Linked DNA regions of Mus musculus: all the other regions are linked to region 1. Evidence: chromatin contacts called from public Hi-C, Micro-C and promoter capture Hi-C data. All regions are on one chromosome and are shown on one strand. The core of a region is the stretch at or near the end of the contact, and the rest is flanking DNA. Distances in the headings are between cores, read along the strand shown. Region 1 holds the start of Wnt11 (wingless-type MMTV integration site family, member 11). Region 2 has its middle 20 kb from the start of Tsku. Region 3 holds the start of Mogat2 (monoacylglycerol O-acyltransferase 2). Region 4 overlaps Gucy2d (guanylate cyclase 2d). Region 5 holds the start of Tsku (tsukushi, small leucine rich proteoglycan). Region 6 holds the start of Map6 (microtubule-associated protein 6).

The links. Promoter capture Hi-C pulls out the DNA fragments that hold promoters and counts their contacts. A called contact is a pair of places that touch in the nucleus more often than the background predicts.
Region 2: a contact with region 1 is called in a Hi-C map of B cells, with 1.7 times the contacts expected there. The contact joins the enhancer-like site here to the promoter of Wnt11 in region 1. A contact is called at or near these places in 2 of 39 promoter capture datasets (cranial neural crest and hippocampal neurons), 3 of 484 Hi-C or Micro-C datasets (B cells, palatal mesenchyme and pro-B cells) and 2 of 9 other capture datasets (embryonic stem cells and liver).
Region 3: a contact with region 1 is called in a promoter capture Hi-C map of embryonic stem cells, with 2.4 times the contacts expected there. The contact joins the promoter of Mogat2 here to the promoter of Wnt11 in region 1. A contact is called at or near these places in 2 of 39 promoter capture datasets (cranial neural crest and embryonic stem cells), 1 of 15 datasets of contacts at CTCF or cohesin (embryonic stem cells), 2 of 484 Hi-C or Micro-C datasets (embryonic stem cells and gonadal supporting cells), 3 of 115 datasets of contacts at active chromatin or transcription factors (all in embryonic stem cells) and 2 of 9 other capture datasets (liver and macrophages).
Region 4: a promoter capture Hi-C map of cranial neural crest shows a contact between it and region 1. The contact joins the enhancer-like site here to the promoter of Wnt11 in region 1. A contact is called at or near these places in 13 of 39 promoter capture datasets (the 3T3-L1 cell line, 3T3-L1-derived adipocytes, the C10 cell line and 8 more), 19 of 484 Hi-C or Micro-C datasets (the AML12 cell line, B cells, the HPC-7 cell line and 11 more), 10 of 115 datasets of contacts at active chromatin or transcription factors (bone marrow-derived dendritic cells, craniofacial prominence, embryonic basal ganglia and 7 more) and 4 of 9 other capture datasets (adipose tissue, embryonic stem cells, liver and 1 more).
Region 5: a contact with region 1 is called in a Micro-C map of embryonic stem cells, with 3 times the contacts expected there. The contact joins the promoter of Tsku here to the promoter of Wnt11 in region 1. A contact is called at or near these places in 2 of 39 promoter capture datasets (cranial neural crest and neural stem cells), 3 of 484 Hi-C or Micro-C datasets (embryonic stem cells, palatal mesenchyme and pro-B cells), 1 of 115 datasets of contacts at active chromatin or transcription factors (embryonic stem cells) and 1 of 9 other capture datasets (embryonic stem cells).
Region 6: a Micro-C map of embryonic stem cells shows a contact between it and region 1, with 2.3 times the contacts expected there. The contact joins the promoter of Map6 here to the promoter of Wnt11 in region 1. A contact is called at or near these places in 8 of 39 promoter capture datasets (the SN4741 cell line, cranial neural crest, embryonic stem cells and 2 more), 3 of 484 Hi-C or Micro-C datasets (all in embryonic stem cells), 4 of 115 datasets of contacts at active chromatin or transcription factors (all in embryonic stem cells) and 2 of 9 other capture datasets (embryonic stem cells and liver).

Annotation. Positions count from the first base shown.
Region 1 is chr7:98,837,511-98,840,210 of GRCm38.p6, forward strand. It overlaps Wnt11 (wingless-type MMTV integration site family, member 11), which reads left to right and starts at 1,335. Exons shown (of 5, transcript NM_009519.2): 1 at 1,335-1,680. The coding sequence starts at 1,598.
Region 2 is chr7:98,340,255-98,342,954 of GRCm38.p6, forward strand. No RefSeq gene overlaps it. Among named protein-coding and RNA genes, the nearest start is that of Tsku, 20 kb to the right of the region's middle. Within about 2 kb of position 1,322, at least 96 of the 459 cell types and tissues checked have an H3K27ac peak or open chromatin away from gene starts, as enhancers often do. A contact at or near this core is called in B cells, where this site is marked.
Region 3 is chr7:99,237,269-99,239,968 of GRCm38.p6, forward strand. Mogat2 (monoacylglycerol O-acyltransferase 2) reads right to left here and starts at 1,343. Exons shown (of 6, transcript NM_177448.4): 1 at 1,207-1,343. The coding sequence starts at 1,297.
Region 4 is chr7:98,467,464-98,470,163 of GRCm38.p6, forward strand. Gucy2d (guanylate cyclase 2d) reads left to right here. Exons shown (of 19, transcript NM_001130693.3): 14 at 116-308. Among named protein-coding and RNA genes, the nearest start is that of Gm38588, 12 kb to the right of the region's middle. Within about 2 kb of position 1,423, at least 40 of the 459 cell types and tissues checked have an H3K27ac peak or open chromatin away from gene starts, as enhancers often do. A contact at or near this core is called in Th1 cells and memory CD8 T cells, where this site is marked.
Region 5 is chr7:98,359,929-98,362,628 of GRCm38.p6, forward strand. It overlaps Tsku (tsukushi, small leucine rich proteoglycan), which reads right to left and starts at 1,360. Exons shown (of 2, transcript NM_001024619.3): 1 at 1,314-1,360.
Region 6 is chr7:99,266,057-99,268,756 of GRCm38.p6, forward strand. Map6 (microtubule-associated protein 6) reads left to right here and starts at 1,391. Exons shown (of 3, transcript NM_001048167.1): 1 at 1,391-2,700. The coding sequence starts at 1,966. Gm26705 (predicted gene, 26705) reads right to left here and starts at 1,162. Exons shown (of 4, transcript NR_103487.1): 1 at 1,089-1,162; 2 at 351-415.

The DNA.
Region 1 (2,700 bases), core at 85-2,584:
TTTTCTGCTTGAATTCCTCTGGATTCTGCCAGAAGGCCCCAGAAAACTATGACGTTTCAAACGTGTGTGTGTGTGTGTGTGTGTGTGTGTGTGTGTGTTCAAGCCTGTACATTTGAAACACACAGGCGTGCATAGGCTACACAGGTATGTATAATAATAGCGGATACAGAGAGAAGATCAGACGAAGATCAGAAAGCTGGAGTCCAGGTCTTTGCTTTTTAATAAAAGGGAAAACTTAGGCTGGGGTGGTTGAGGAATTGCCCAAACTCACAGAGCCAGATGAGAACCGCTCTTCCCTGTTCCAGAGACCCCCCCCCCCCCAAGTCTGGCACCTCCTTCCTCAGACTCTGTAGACCCTTTTGGAAGGAATCCCTTTGTCCTTGCTGCTCCAGAGAGGAGAGGGGCTGTGTATGACTCGGGGCGAATGCCAGGTGTTGGTAAATTTGGGAGAAGCCTGGAAGGGAGTTAATGAGGTGAGAATGATGAGAAGGGAGTCAAGCCTCAGAAAGCAGCTCCGCAGGCTGCAAGCGGGCGGGGTGGCGGCTCCTCCGCGGCCCTAGCTCGCCGCCTGGCGGTCCCAGAATCAACCTCTTGCAGGCCTGGAGCTTCCCTGCTCTGCTAGGGAGCTTTGGCGCTGCCTCGTCCGGACCGAGGCACTGAAGTGGCAAGTCTGAAGTAGCTCTTCAGGCGCTGGAGATGCCTCAGTGTGTAAAGAGCACCCACCTCCACCCCATTTTTGCAGTTTCCCCTTCCCTTACTGGAAAGTAGGTGCCCAGAAATAGCACCGTCTTCTGTGTTCTCCCTGCCCTTAGCTTACCCGGCACAGGTAGACAAAATAGCTCAACAGCCCAGCACCAGACGGGTGCTCACTAACTGAACAGCCTAACAACTAACTGAACAGATGTTTCCACATCTCTGGGCCTCGGTTTCCTCATCTGAGATGGATGGAGTGACAATACCCATCACAGGTCTGAGAGGAGTAAAGATGGCTGGCTACACTGGGAGACTGTTCTCTGTAAAAGGAGAATTCTGCTCAGATCACCCCATTCGCAGATGAATAAACTGTAGACTCATTAAAGCTGCAATAACTAATAATCGATATCGTGGATTAGTATAGGAGCCTAAATCATATTCCGGATCAGTTCCTCTCCTTGCGGTCGCTACGTCAGTTGGTTTTCGCGCTGCTGCTGGTGGTGGGGTCTCCTCCTTGCGGTCCTCTCCAGACTCTCTGCTGGGTCTCCCGAGAACCTCCTATCTGCTTCACCCTGTCCTTCCTGGGCCGCTCAACCCTGATCTGCCCTGGGCGACACGCCCTCGGCCGCGCTAGGGTCTCACCTAATCCGAGCCTGACGCCGGCGGGTCTCGGGCGGTTCGGGGAGAGAGCGGACTCCTTCCTCGCTCAGCCTCCCCGGCCCGACCCCTCCTTTGTAATTTGAATAAAACGCCTCCCAGCCCGCGCGCCGCCTTAACCCGCCGCCCTGTTCTCCGTGATTGCAGGCGGCGTGCGCGCAGGAACAGCAGCGGTGGCCTGCAGGCGGCGGAGTTCGGTGCGGCTCCTGCAGGGTGCGACCCCCGGGAGCGCCGGGCGCGCGCGACGATGAGGGCGCGGCCGCAGGTCTGCGAGGCTCTGCTCTTTGCCTTGGCGCTCCACACCGGCGTGTGCTATGGCATCAAGTGGCTGTAAGTAGGACTCCGTTTTCACTCCAATGGGCCATTGGGCGAGAAGCTGGAGAGGTTGGGTGAGCCCACCAAAATCTGCGAGGCTAAGTTGGCTTGGGCGTCGTGGGCGAGCCGTTCTTAGCTCGGCGACTTCTTCTGTGATATGCTGTTCTTACCCTCCGCGGGCTTGCGAAGTGGGTGAGCGGATTTTCTCATCCAGGCCAGGGTTGCTCAAAGGCCAGTGAGGGACTAGGGAAACATCCTCTCCAAGTGGCACAACTCAGAGAGAGTCTGCTCAGTTCAGGACACAGGGTCCAGTTCGGGATCATGGCCTGTCAGCCTCCAGGAGGTCTGCTAAGAGAGTTTTGACCCCTTCCACCTGGGGACCTTGGGGGAAGTGTCACCTTCTGGGGCCTCCGAGTACTCGGTCTGTCAGAAGGATAGTTAGTACCGGCTCCTTGGGATCTGATTGGAGACTCCCTAAAGAGCTGCTGAAGGTCCGAAGCTAAGGGATGTCCTGGAAGGATAAATGGTCGCTGGGGGCAATTTTCCTGGTTTCCTCGTGCAGTGCTAGTTCCTCCTGTGGTGGCTGCCGTAGGCAGTGTGAAAGGAGTGGGATATGGGGAAAGGCAGCCCCTTCCTGAAGGATCTGTCCCTGGGCTGGGAGAGATAAGCCCGGGCTGTAAATAACTTTCCAGGGGTTGTAAGAGTGGAGGCTCCGGGGCTCGGAGGAGGGCAGCCTGGTTGGGTCACCCATGAGGGTTACAGAGATTTTCTAGAGGCTGCCACTTTTGGCTGCACAAGTGAGGAGTTTGGCAGGTAGGAGATATGGAGGACACTCTCAGAGTACAGTGCCCGGAGTGGGAGAGTCAAGAACAGGAATGTGTCTGCCTTGCTCAGGTCATGGTTAGGGAGCCTGCAGATCAAACAAGGGATTGATAGATTATGGGCACTGAAGAGGGTCGGTCCAGGAATTCGCTTTGAAGAAGGAATTACTGCAACACACTGAACCTCTGGAAAACTGGAGGTTCCTGGTCCAGC
Region 2 (2,700 bases), core at 72-2,571, 500 kb before region 1:
CCAGGGTCTCACCAATGCTCCTTATGGAGATGCTCCCAGAGTTGAAGGAGCAGTAGAGCCTATGCTGAGGGCAGTACCTGGTTACCTTGGTAACGCTTTGCAAAGGGTCTCTGGGTTTGATGTTAAGCTTGTATCAGTGCCTGGGCAGCTTACTCTCTGGTTTCCATCCTTTGCTTTGAGTCAAGTCTTTAAACAACCCTCTACGGGTGGCAGACAGCAATGCTCTTTAAGCCCAGATTTTATCACTAATCAGTTATGGGACCTGGCCAAACTGTTTTCTCCCTCTGCTCCGTTTCTTATCTCTCTGATAAAGCAAGAAGGAAGCCATCGCAGGGCTGGATTCATCAGACTCCTTTTTGTTGATAGGGATTTTGTTGTTTGTTCCTTCGCTTGCTTTTTGCTCTTTGTTTTGTTTTGTTTTGTTTTGTTTTGTTTTGTTTTGTTTTTTAACTCCAGAAACAGTTCAAACCCTTTACATTCATTCTCATTGACATCTTTACCACCGAGCTGCCATCGTCACAGTTGATGGTAATGACTTCCTCTCTGGCAGCTCTGGCCAGTTCTGTACTCACACAGCAGTGATCTTTGTGTGTCCAGGCCATCCTTCAGATGGCTGAGCTGCTGCCTCTGCAGTGGGGGTGGGGTGGGATGCACACCCCCACAGTGTAGCCTCCCGGGCAGCCGAGGCCTCTGTCCTTGCCCTGTTGGCTTTACACTGCACACCTGCCCACTGTCCCTTTCTCACGGGCGAGGCATCTGAGTTTCCCCTGGGAAGTGTCCCTGCAGGCCTCGCTTGGCCTCCATTCAGACCTCAGCTCAGAGGTAAGAGCGCGGAGACCCGATTCTCTCCTATGAACACTGATCTATTGCTTCTGTACCTTGTGGCAGTATGTAGTGTGGTCTTGTTTAACATGTCCAGTGTGTGTGGGCTGTCCCTTCCCAACTAGGTGCCAACATCTCGAACATCAGAGACTTTAGTCGCTGATCTTTCCTCAGTACCTATCCCTGGGTTTGGACATAGGAAACTCTAAAACAAAATAACAGAACAAAACAAAAACCCTATTTATTAGGGAACCTGGATTAATATTTTTCAATTCTATGAAACAGAGAGCAGGAAAGTTCTTGTAGCAGAGGGGACTATGTGAAGAGAATGGAGTTCCTGGTAACCGTGAAAAATTCTGGTCATCAGATACGTGCTTCTGAATTTGCCCTCTGCTCCGGACCTGTAGCATCCTCCAACTCACTTGTTGCTTCTGTCAGTAGGAGTCCAGGAAGGAAGCAGGAAATAGAAGCCCAGGAGCTTCCACCAGAGTAGGAATCCCAGCGCCACCTGCCGGGCATTAACTCCATGACAAGCTTAGCCGGAAGCTCTTAGTTCCGCCCCGTCAGACCCTCGGAACTGAAGTCCGGGGCCTGACTACGCAGTCACTTTGCTTTCTTGTGTTGCTGGCCTGGGGCTCCTTCATGGGAGGCTATGGGTCAGGGCTGAGTTTAGCCTATCCCGGGGTGCCCCAAGACGATGTGTAGGGTCTCTGCTAGATGCAAGGCTTTGGAGGCAGATAGGGGAGGCGTCCAAACCCACGGAGAACTGAGCTGAGCCCCCTTTCCCGCCTCCTCACAACCCACCCCTCCTTCTTCCTTAATCCACTTGTCACTCTTAGAATTCTGTCGCCTTTGACTTCGAGTTTTATTTTTCTTGTCATCTCTCACAGGTCCACTAGAGAAAGTGGTTACCCCTCGTGAATTAGCCTCCTGCCGGTCCTTTGGGCCAGCCTGTCAGCTACAACATCATCTTAGCCCCCTCTATCTCTCCTCTCCTCTCCTCTCCTCTCCTCTCCTCTCCTCTCCTCTCCTCTCCTCTCCTCTCCTCTCCTCTCCTCTCCTCTCCTCTCCTCCCTGACACCCCCCTCTCCTCTCTTCTCTTCTCTCATCTTTTTTTCTTTTCTTTTCTTTTCTTTTCTTTCCCTTCCCTTTCCTTTTTCTTTTCTTTTCTTTTCTTTTCTTTTCTTTTCTTTTCTTTTCTTTTCTTTTCTTTTCCATGTCAACACAAATCGTTCTAAGAGGAGAGAAAAGAGGGCAGTTTGGAGGGGGGCTTGTGACATACATCCCTGCCCTGCTTTCAAATGTGTAAGATCCTTTTGTAAACTCCAGTATCAGCTATGCAGTAGAATCCATCTGGATCTGCTTGTTCTAAGACCTGAACCACACCCACCACACCCACCCATGTGAAAGTTTAAAGATTATGTAATCCTAAAGCTAAACTGTGAGACACTTGGGAAAATAAGATGGTTTCCGGGTCTTTCTAGTACTCTGGGATTATCCTTTGCACTTCAGCTGCTCACACCCCCAAGCTGGGGCATAGACCTCCCAGAAGGAGCAAACGTGGGCCTGAGCTCCTCGCTTGGCTAACACGATTGAAATCATGCAGGGGAGGAAGATGTTTCCTGCAGCTTGAGGGAGAGACCCCTCTGAGCCCATGGGGCCATGGATGGGGGCACTTGGGGCACTCTCATCATCAGTAAGAAGGGAGAGCAGAGTGGGCGTAGGTCAAGGGGCTAGAAAACCATAGGGGAAGTTCACTGGGGTCAACTGTCCTAGCCCACCTCCAGACGGTGGGGCACACTTGCTGCCTGAGGCTCTGGCATCTGTCCTGGAGAAAGGGAGAGAAGGAGGGCAGGGCAGGGCCTCCACACCAGAAAC
Region 3 (2,700 bases), core at 93-2,592, 400 kb after region 1:
CTCGGTCTTGCCAGGTCTATGTAAGAGCAGGCCCAGGCCCAGGCTGCAAGGATGGGGTAGGTTCACCCAGTCAGACATAACTCCTGTCCTCAAGGACACAGGAGGCAACCCGAGCCTGGTGTCCATTAGACCCTGTGAGGTTGTGGCTGTAAACTACATGGCTCTGGGTCTCCGGAGCCCTTTGACCCAAGCCATCCCTGGGCTTAGGTTGCCTGCCCTCTGTTTTCTATACCCGCCATCTCTGTCTTGTATCCACACCTCCTCCCAGGCCCTCTGCCCATCCCCCATCCCTTCTTCCTCTGGAAGGAGCAGTTGCCAGGCTCCTGATTCACAGCCTGGGCCTTTCAAATATGCAATTCCTCTGCTTGGTTGTTACCAGGGGTACTTAAAATGGTAACCGACCCTGGAACAGAGGTACAGACCCATTTAAAATGGGTGCTAAAGGTGTGTGATCCTGGAAAGCCCACTTTGCAGGAATAAACCATATAGATGAAACATTGTGAGGTGGGAACACATACACACGTATACACGTGTGTTACCCGAGGGGTGTGTGTGTGTGTGTGTGTGTGTGTGTGTGTGAAGCATGCACTGAGCATGTGACTGTCTTGACAGGCAGTAGTATCTGGACTCGGGCTGAATCTGAGTCCTGGGGTGGCAGTCCTTCCCCAGTCTAGTACCAACAAAGGAGATAAGGCTCCCTCCCGTGCTCCCAGCCACTCTTCCTTCCCGGTCCACAGCGGTGCTGGAGCATCTACAGGGTGGAGAGGGACAGAGCCACACCTCAGGAGCCAGGTCAGATCTGCCTTTCATAGAAGTTCCCAGCTTTCTGCATTTTCTCTACAAGTTCCCCCATAGGGTGACACTGGCATCCCCACCATGCAGCTGGGGAAGCAGAGGCCGGTCCCTTCTCTCCTGGCCTCAGTTCCAGCTCCCTTTTTCCGAAAGGTAAACTGGAGAGCTTCCCTCTCAGAGGCATAGCCACCCAGCCTCGGGTGCTTCCCCGCCCTCAGCAGCTTGCAGCTAAAGCCTGGATGCAGCGGTCCCAAAAGTCCAGGAAACTGAAGACTGCTTAAGACATGGGAGACATACCCACACGAGGCTCTGGAAGACCCCAGCAAAGCCCCCTCCTGAATCTCTCCATTAAGCATCCTGTGCTCCCGCTGAGGCTGCCCTGCCCTTCCCGTGTGCCCGCGGCTACCCTCTTACCCAAGGCCAGGAAGGAGAAGACCCACTGAAGGACCGCGAAGGTCTGTAACCTGCGCTCCCATGGTACCAACAGGGGGGCGAACTCCACCATGCTGAGCTGGCTCAGGAGGCTCTACACACGGGCTTTGCTCTAGGTTGAAGGGGCAGGGCCAGGCCAGGCCAGCCCCAGTCCAGCCCCAGCCCAGCCCAGCCCAGCCCAGCCCAGCTCCAGGGCCCTCCTGCTCCGCCCACGCCACATCCTTTTTTCCCCGTACCTTGTAATCCCTCTGCCTAGACCAGGCTAAAGGCGGAAGAGAAACCTCTTTCATCCTTATCAGTTCTCTTAGGCAATGCCTTATCTGCCAAACCACTATTCCCACCCTCTAGAATCTGCTCAAGGTAGGGCGCAAAGAGGTGAAACCCCAAGGGCAGTGCTTCTCAACCTATGGGTCACGACCCCAGGGGGTGTCAAATGATCCTTTCACAGGGGTCGCATATCAGATATCCTGAATATCAGATATTCACATTACCATTCATAACAGTAATACAATTACAGTTATGAAGTAACAACACAAATAAGTTTATGGTTGGGGGGGGGGGTCACCACAACATGAGGAACTGTGCTAAGGGGTCGCAGCATCAGGAAGTTGAGAACCACAGCCCAAGGAGACCGGAGTGGTGACCCCTCAGCCCTGCCCAATGATCCCCTCACTTTCTCACAGGTCCACTGCTCTGCTCTTCCTTCACAAACAAGCTGCGACAGTTGGCATCAGAAAGCCCTGTGCCCATATCTCCTCTGTCTGCCTTCCCTCTGTAACTAACCAGTAGAACTCAGCAGGGCTGCGTTCAGGGTCTTTCCATCCCCCACACCGTGTAGGTCCTCAGCTCCACACGTTACACGTTTACAACATTCCACAAACTCTGCTCACAGGTTCAAGCTGACAGTCAGGTTGCTCATCTCCTTTGGTCAGCAGGCTCAGTCACCTTAGATCCTTACACTCTCCCTCCACTTTTGCCTCTCGGCTCCCAAGCTACTTTTCCTAGGACTCCTTTGTTCTGCCTACTGTAGATCAAGCTGGCCTCTAGTCTCTGCCTCCCAAGAGTTGGGATGAGAGGTGAACACCACTAATCCTTGATTCCTCTTGCCCCTTGAAGGTTGTGTTCAGGCTGGTGGCTTGTTTCCTGTCTCTCTGCCCCACGTCTAGACTTGAAGATCCAGGTGGTTCCTTGACCATCCATCATAGCTTGTACGTCTCACTGAACTCAACTTTCATCCCCTGCCTGGGTCAGCTCGACTCTTTCACACCATGGCAAAGGACAACTTCACTTCCTGAGTTGCTGAGGTTATAGCCAGAGTTTCCTTAGAGTTATTGTTTTCCTCCAGCCACACCTGTTGTGTTTTATGTTGAAGAAGAAGAAGAAGAAGAAGAAGAAGAAGAAGAAGAAGAAGAAGAAGAAGAAGAAGAAGAAGAAGAAGAAGAAGAAGAAGAAGAAGAACCAGGGAACCAGGATATG
Region 4 (2,700 bases), core at 173-2,672, 370 kb before region 1:
AGGTGCATCCAGTGTGGCTGACACACTAGCCAAACAGGGACATCCTCCCTATCACATCCCCAACCTCCAAGCTGGAAAAAAACAGGGTCCTCATATGGCCCCTCTCACTTCTCAGGTCTGTCGCCCATGCTCTAAAGATGGGGACAACAGTGGAGCCCGAGTACTTCGACCAGGTCACCATCTATTTCAGTGACATCGTGGGCTTCACCACCATCTCAGCCTTGAGTGAGCCCATTGAGGTGGTGGGCTTCCTCAATGATCTCTACACGCTGTTTGATGCTGTTCTCGACAGCCATGATGTGTATAAGGTGAGGACAACAGGTGACCTTCTTCTCTCTGTAGCCAGCACCACTAATTTGTGTCTATCCACTCACTGTGCGCTTGTATCAATTAACCCTGCTGTGTAATGAATAATCTCAAAGTCCAGTAGCATACAAAGAAACCATTTGTGACTCACAAGGCATCTCCAGCCAGATGTGGGCCAGGTGGGCAGCTTGCTGATCTTAGTTTGGTTTTCTGCATCTCTGGAACCTTGACTGGAGGGACTGGGCTCTGGCCCAGAGTCTCTCTGAGATGGTTCACATGTATAGCTGGGTTCTGAGAGAGGGCAGAGGCATGTTAGCCCTTGAGCTCTCGCCTGGGGTTGGCACACTGCTTTTCCTGACAAATTCTGTTGGCTGAGGGAGACAACTTGAAGAGGTGGAAGACGCAGTACCAGCTGTGGATGGGCGTTGTAGCCACATTGCAGGGGATGTGAATCCAAGGAGGGATGGAGTGTGACATTTAAGTTGATTTCTTCCGGAAAGAGTCAGGAGATGGAGCAGGCAAGCTGCTTACACTGTTTGTAGTGCCCCAGCACTTACTGAGCACCTACTGTATACAAGATGCCAGGTTAAGGGCTTTGTGTGCATGAGGACTTAGGAGGAAAGGGCTAGCACCCCTCACTTACAGATGAGATGGTGGGGTGAAGTGACTCGGGTGAACCTGAGGGCTGAACTTGCTGTTGAGTCCTCAGCCCCTTGTAGGAAGTTTACCCTCTTTGCGACATAGATTCTCTTGGGATAATGTCACAGTGGCCCACAAGCCCTCTGGAGTTGACCCAGCTCTTCTCTGAGTGCATTTGTGGCTGTTCCACCTCTGTGGACCACCACATTTTTCTGAGTGTTCGAGGCTCACACCACCAGACCTTCTCATATAACCCTTCCTCTTCCTGATTCACCCACCTTTTTCCTCTCTCCCTGCTCCCTGCTAGCCATCTTTCCAGTCTCCCATTCACTCCCTTGCATAGGTAGCTGCTCTCATTGGCACTTGTAAAACTCCCCTTGGCAGAATTTGTTGATTCAGTCCAGAGGCCCAGAGAGGAAGGAAGCCTGCCTGGGTCTACACAGACAACAGCAGAGCCACGAGGAACCCCAAGTGTTCACAGGCTACCACAAGCACTCTCTCCTGCAGACAGTATGGTGGTGACCACCTTTGCCACTGCCACTTGAGACCCCAGCCTCTCTTCTGCTCCCCCTGGGGACTCCATGGCTCCTAAGATGTCTGGAAGGCCAATGGGCACACCCCGGCCTCCTGTGTGTCCCACAGGTCTCCCTGCGCCTCCATGCTTTGATCTGCCCCAAGTTACCCCTGGCCTGTCTCTCCTACCTCTGCCAATCTTTTCTCACACATGTGGCCCTCACAGCTCTGAATCACGGCTCAGCTCTGCTCTGAACTCCAGCCAAGAGGCCTGCATCTTCCCAGCAGAGGGAAATGAAATCAAACAAGGCCCGCACACCCCTCCAGATGTGGGGAACAGCAGGCCCAGCCTCTGTGATGTGTAGTGCATCTCTCATCACTCCCCCCATCTGCCTTGGTCCCCCCGCCCATCAACAGCAGGATCTAGTTACCACTTTGAATCTTTTCTGGGCTGAGAAGCAACCATATAACCACTTCCTGCAAGGGTGGCAGTATGGGTAGGGGTGAGGGAGAGAATGGAGGATAAGGATGGGGGTTGGTAATGGGGTTGGGTGGAAGGACCACCCCAGCATCAGCATTGCTGGGTGAGCACTTCTCTGTACATAGCAAAGAATTTGAGTGCTGGGACAAGGCTTGGGACAGGAGAAAGGGGACAAGGAGAGGTGTGGTTTCCCAGCTCAACCTGCTGTGTGAGATGTGAGGCCTTAGCCATCTAAGCCATCAAACAACCCCAAAGCTTGTCCACCCTCTGAGCCCAAAGTTCCCCTTAGTGAAGCACGGGGTTGAAATACCAGTGGCTCAGCTCTGCTCTGCAGATTAGAAGAGACAGGGCAGTCACCGACAGAAGGCTAGCAGCGACTGACCTCAGCTCTTCCTCATTCTCAGGCCTCACCCTGACGGAGAGCTTGGCCTCGAGGTCTTCACAGCATGCCATCTTTGGCACTATGTGTGCCCTTGGTGGGATGATTTAGCCCTCCATACACATGAAGCTCAGAGAGGGCAAGAGTCCCTCATGGAGGCTGCACAGCAAGTAGGTAGCACAGTCAGAGTCTACAAGCATGCTCAGTGGGAGGCAGCCATTCGTCTTGCTTCTCCTCTGTGGTAGCCTCCTCTTTGAAGGAAGCACATACACTTCAGGCAGCCATGGCCTCCCTTGCAAGTGGCTGCTTGTTTCCAGGCAGCTCTGGGCATGCCACCTCTGTGAGGGCCAGTGTGGCTGACCCTGCAGTGCTGGGCTGGGGG
Region 5 (2,700 bases), core at 110-2,609, 480 kb before region 1:
AGGATGGAGCCCCTCCCACTCTGAGGGCTTTGCAAGTCTAGACTTATCCGAAAGGCTAGCATGGAGCAAGAAAGGATCAAAGTTTGAGTCACCTCTGAGCCTGGCCAAGTGTGGGCGGGAGCCGCTTTCAGCTAAGCTCGCCACGCTGGTTACCACCACGGTGCGCTCCGCTCCCACGGCATAGAGTTCTTCTCACTTCATCCACATCAGTGACCGAATCTCAACGGGCTCTGCAACACGCCCGTGCCCTACGTGAGCCATTGGCCATCCCTTGGGAAACTAGTGTGTGGAAAGCCCCTTTTCATCACAGCCCAATCAGGGCTAGGGGCCGCGAGCAGGCCGGATGCAGACAAACCGTGGCTTTTCTCACCTACTGGATTGGAAGGTTCGTCCCCTCACTCTGGGGTCGGGTTAAAGCAGAGCCGGAACTCAAAGCCAATCAAGTCTCTCCACCAAACAGACTGATCTCAGTCCGCACTCACTCTGTCCCCGGAGCGCAGAGCAGACTACTGCCAGCAGTACGCTATTCCCGGGTCTCTGGCCTCAGGCCGGAGCCCAGACCAGCGGTGTCCCCTCCCTCCTCCCACTGGGGTCCAGTGAGGGTGTCCCGCACGCTCCGCCCAGTCCTGGCCCGGGCCAGTCGCCAGGCACTGCAGATCACCCCCAACCCACCAAATCCATCTCATCCCCTCCCGGCTCAAAGGACCTCCGGAGGTGAGACAGAGAAGGGCTGCCAACAGGCGTTGCCGGAGGAACCCAGAGAAAAGTTTGAAGCCAAGTAGGGGGAAAACGATGGACAGAAAGGGAGCAGAGAGTCGGGGCAGCTTCAGGGCTCTCAGTGCGCACATACCCCACAGATACTCAACTCAGACACGTCGACAAGCATAGACCACGTATGCGGACACTAGGAGCGCCCACCGGTCCCCACAACCAAACGCAAGGCTGCAAAACGGGGACACTGGAGCGAGATAGCCATGCAAAGCCACGCACACACAAAGGCAAGGCAGATGCTGGCTTCCGAACCCAAATCCACAAAAGACCCAGTACCGTGAGATGCACGTGTTCTTACAAAGACCCTGGAGGCGCCGGCCCACGCCCACGACCCCCAGGCAGAGCCTTTGTCTCCTGAAAGCCCTCACCCTTGCTCCCCCGACTCTATGGCTCGGTGTCCCGGAAAAGTTGAGGGGCCTTGGCAGGACCCGGACCCGCCCCTCGCGCTGGCCTGCTCACGGGATGGGGCGGTGAGGTTGGAGTCCCGGGCTCCAAACCTCCAAATGCGCGCCGATCTCGCTGCGCCTCCCGACAGCACCCACCTGGCAGGTCTGCAGTTGTCGCCTCGGCACGCTCACCTAGGCGACCCGGCGTTGGCCCATGGGCCGGCGCTTTTCTCCGCGCCGCTCGTCCCGCCCCACGTCCCCGCCCGCCGCCGGGCTCCCCTTGCTCGGCACCCAGTGGCTGCACCGGCAACAGGCCAGGAAGCTCAGGGAGCGTCGTTAAAGTGCAAGTCTAGGGGGGCGTTTTAGCAGCCCTGCCCCCGCCGGCCGAGCACGGGTTCCACCCTAGGGAGCGTCTAAAAAGTGCGCGGTTCCCTCCTACTCCACAAGGCCTCTCCCAGCTTCCTGCAACCCGGATCCCTGCCCCCTCTGCCTTCCTTCAGTTGCGCGTCCCAGTAATCTCAGCAGATGGCCGCTGGGTCGGGAACATCTGGAGGTCGCCAGTGTGTGTGTGTGTGTGTGTGTGTGTGTGTGTGTGTGTGTGTAGGAAAGCAGAATTAGTTGGCAAGAATGGGTGGGTGAGGGTTTTTCTCTCAAATTCTCCCCTACCCCACTTAAAAAAAAAGTTTTAAAAAAGGTCCAGAGTCACTAATGGGTGTGTTTGAGAAAAGAGACAAGGCAGAACAGAAGAGAGAGAGAGCAAAAGCAGGAAAGCTGGCAGACACCAAGTGAGGGAGAAAGCAACAGACTTAACAGACATATTTTTTTTCCTGGAGGGAAAGTCAACTTCTGGCTGGATTTCCAAGAAGGGAAACTGCTCTGTAGTAGCGGCTTAAGTCTTCCATCCTCTTCTGCCGAAATTATTTGCATATATATATATATATATATATATATATATGCAAATATATATGATATATGACATGTGTGTGTTTGAAAAAAAATACATGAGTGAAGAGAGAAATTGCCTGCTGCAGGTACTTCTATCCACATACCCAGACAGTGCCTATCTCCAGAGGGAAGTAAAGGGTTAGAGGGAAGTGTGGTATTGTCTCTGGACCTCCCAGGAACTTGCCACCTTGGAAAGGGCCCCTGGGTGGGGAACTCCAGCCATGTTTCCCTGCCGTGGCCCAGGCTTGTTGCACACAGTCTTTTCATTTCTTTCTTCCTTATTATTTAAAAACAGAAATCTTTGCTTGGGCTTGTGCGTGTCTGCCCGAGGAAAAGGAAGTTCCCAGTCAGCAAAGTCAAGTTCACACTCAGAAGAAAGTGGTTGTTCAGACCCTTCCCTTCCCTCCACCATGTGGCCCTGGGGACTCACCTGGGCTGAACCCTGCTATTAATGAGGAGAGGGGACAATGGTCCCTGTCTCCTAGGAGGGGGAGGCAGGATAACTGTCAGTGTGAAAGCCTAGCTCTGGAGAAAGAATGTTTCAAAAAGCCAAAAGAGGGAAAGAAAAAAAAAATCCATCATCCTTGGGAATAGGAGG
Region 6 (2,700 bases), core at 141-2,640, 430 kb after region 1:
ACAATTTGTCTATGCCTTAGAGCCAAAAGTGCAGAAGCCAGGATCCAAATCCCTGAGTATGGACTCCAGGCTTCTGCTCTGGGTGCTTAACTTTCCTCATGAAACCACCCCGAGGCATTTATTAGCTCTACTACCCCTCCCCCCCCACCCCCCCACCCCCCGCCCCGACCCAGGGGACTGCAGCCCAGAGACAACCCAAGTCACAAAGAGAGTATCAGAGCCAAAGCAGGTCCATTAGATTCCAAAATCTGTTCAACCCCAAAGTAGAAAAGAAGGCAGAAACACAACCGAGAATCCCCTCAAAGAGGTCTCCCTTTTCCTAGGGAACTGTCTCTCATCCAGCCGCTTACCTCCTCCCTTGGGTCTCTTTCCAGAATCTTCCTTTTTCTCCCTTTCCCCCAGTGCAGCATCTGGGCTGGAGAAGAACCAATTTTATCCTGGGAGAGTAGACTCACTGCTTCCCAGTTGCTTAAAGAAGGAACAGCCAGAGTATGGCTAGGCCGGCCTCTCCCAGGCCGGCCTCTCCCAATCTCATACAACTGGGGAAGCCCTGTACACATAGGCTTAGGTCAAGAACCAGCAACACGGAGCATAAGTACAGCCTGATAGCTGACCAATTAACTGCAGCTCTCCCTTTTAAAGTATCTATTCAGGGGCTGAGTGGTTAAAAACTTGTATTGGTGTTCCAGAGGACCCAAGTCCGGGTCCCAGCATTCACATGGGGGTGGGGTGGGAGCTCATAGTCGCCTGCACAGCACCAGGGAAATCTACTTCTGACCCTCTGGCCTCAGCAGGCACCAGAGCCCATGTGCATATACCCACACACAGACAAAAGCACATAATTAAAAGGTGGCGCACGCCTTTAATCCCAGCACTTGGGAGGCAAAGGCAGGCGGCTTTTCTGAGTTCAAGGCCAGCCTGGTCTACAGACTGAGTTCCAGGACAGCCAAGACTACAGAGAGAAACCCTGTCTCGAAAAAACAAAAGCCAAAAACCAAAAAAAAAAAAAAAAAAGTAAAAAAGATTTTTAAAAGAAGCCAAAGCATCTAGTCTGAAACAGACATTTCATGGAGGCGGGGCGGTCTTACACTTAAAAAATTAGTATTCATTGGTTGGGGCGATTTTACGAAAGAGAGGAGACTCGGTTCTAGGACATGAAGCTGGCAACTCAAGGACAGCAAGTCCTCAGGAGCTTGGGACTTGAACCTATCAAGGACCCAGTTCTGCTGTTGCCTGGGAACAGAGAAGGGAGGAGCTGCCAGAGAGAAGGGAGGAGGGGACAGGGAGAGGGCAACCTCTCAGCTGCGCGCCCTGACGACAGCAGGTGATTTTTTTTTTTTTTTCTGCAGCGCGCATACTCTCAGCATCTTTTCTTGATCACCCCACCTCCCTTGCTGAGCCGCAAAAAAGGGTGGGGCCGCCTCTCTGCAGCAGAAGACGACAGCGGCAGCGGCTGCGGCATCACCGGGGGTATAGATAGAGGCCGTTTTGCTCTCTGCTCTGTCTGGGTTGGAGGTGACCGCTGCCAAGCCTCGCTAGGCGGCCGGCTGAACCAGACGGAAAGGAGATAAAAGCCTGCTTGCGGATCCTTCCCTGCGCCATGGCTTAAGCCCACAGCCTCTTTGCCAAGCATCTCCTTGCTCTGCCGGGGTCTGCTAGACACCGCAGTCGCAGAGAGGGCGCGCCCAGACGCCCTAGGCCTGGACTCTGGGACGCTGAGCCTCGCTCCTATTCTTCACTGCCCACAGCAGCTCCTCTGCAGCAGGCGTTTGCAGCCGGCAATCGAGGGACTTTACGGACTTTATCTCAGCGGTACCTTGTCCCCGGGTGCTCTTTGAGGGTGGAGGACGAGGCAAAGGGCTTCTAAGGGAAGGAAGCGGTGGGAACCACATTGGCGGGTCTGGGTTGGGGTTAAAGGGAGATTGGAGATTTGATTTAGGACCACAAAAAGGCTTTGTGGCTAACATGGCGTGGCCGTGCATCACAAGGGCCTGCTGCATCGCCCGCTTCTGGAACCAGCTGGACAAGGCGGACATTGCGGTGCCGCTGGTTTTCACCAAGTACTCGGAGGCCACCGAACACCCAGGCGCCCCTCCGCAGCCGCCAGCTCCGCTGCAGCCCGCGTTAGCGCCCCCCTCGCGTGCTGTCGCCATAGAGACGCAGCCAGCCCAGGGAGAGTCGGATGCAGTTGCCCGGGCAACAGGGCCTGCGCCCGGGCCCAGCGTCGACCGCGAGACTGTAGCCGCCCCCGGCCGGAGCGGGCTGGGCTTGGGCGCGGCCTCAGCCTCCACTTCCGGCTCAGGCCCCGCGGACTCGGTGATGCGACAGGACTACCGCGCCTGGAAAGTGCAGCGGCCCGAGCCAAGCTGCCGGCCGCGCAGCGAGTACCAGCCGTCCGACGCGCCCTTCGAGCGCGAGACCCAGTACCAGAAGGACTTCCGCGCCTGGCCGCTGCCCCGGCGCGGGGACCATCCCTGGATCCCCAAGCCGGTGCAAATCCCTGCGACTTCGCAGCCTTCCCAACCTGTTCTCGGGGTGCCCAAGCGTCGGCCTCAGAGCCAAGAGCGCGGGCCCATGCAACTTTCTGCTGATGCCCGGGACCCGGAGGGTGCTGGAGGAGCCGGGGTGCTGGCGGCAGGAAAGGCGTCCGGTGTAGACCAGCGCGACACACGTAGGAAGGCAGGGCCAGCATGGATGGTG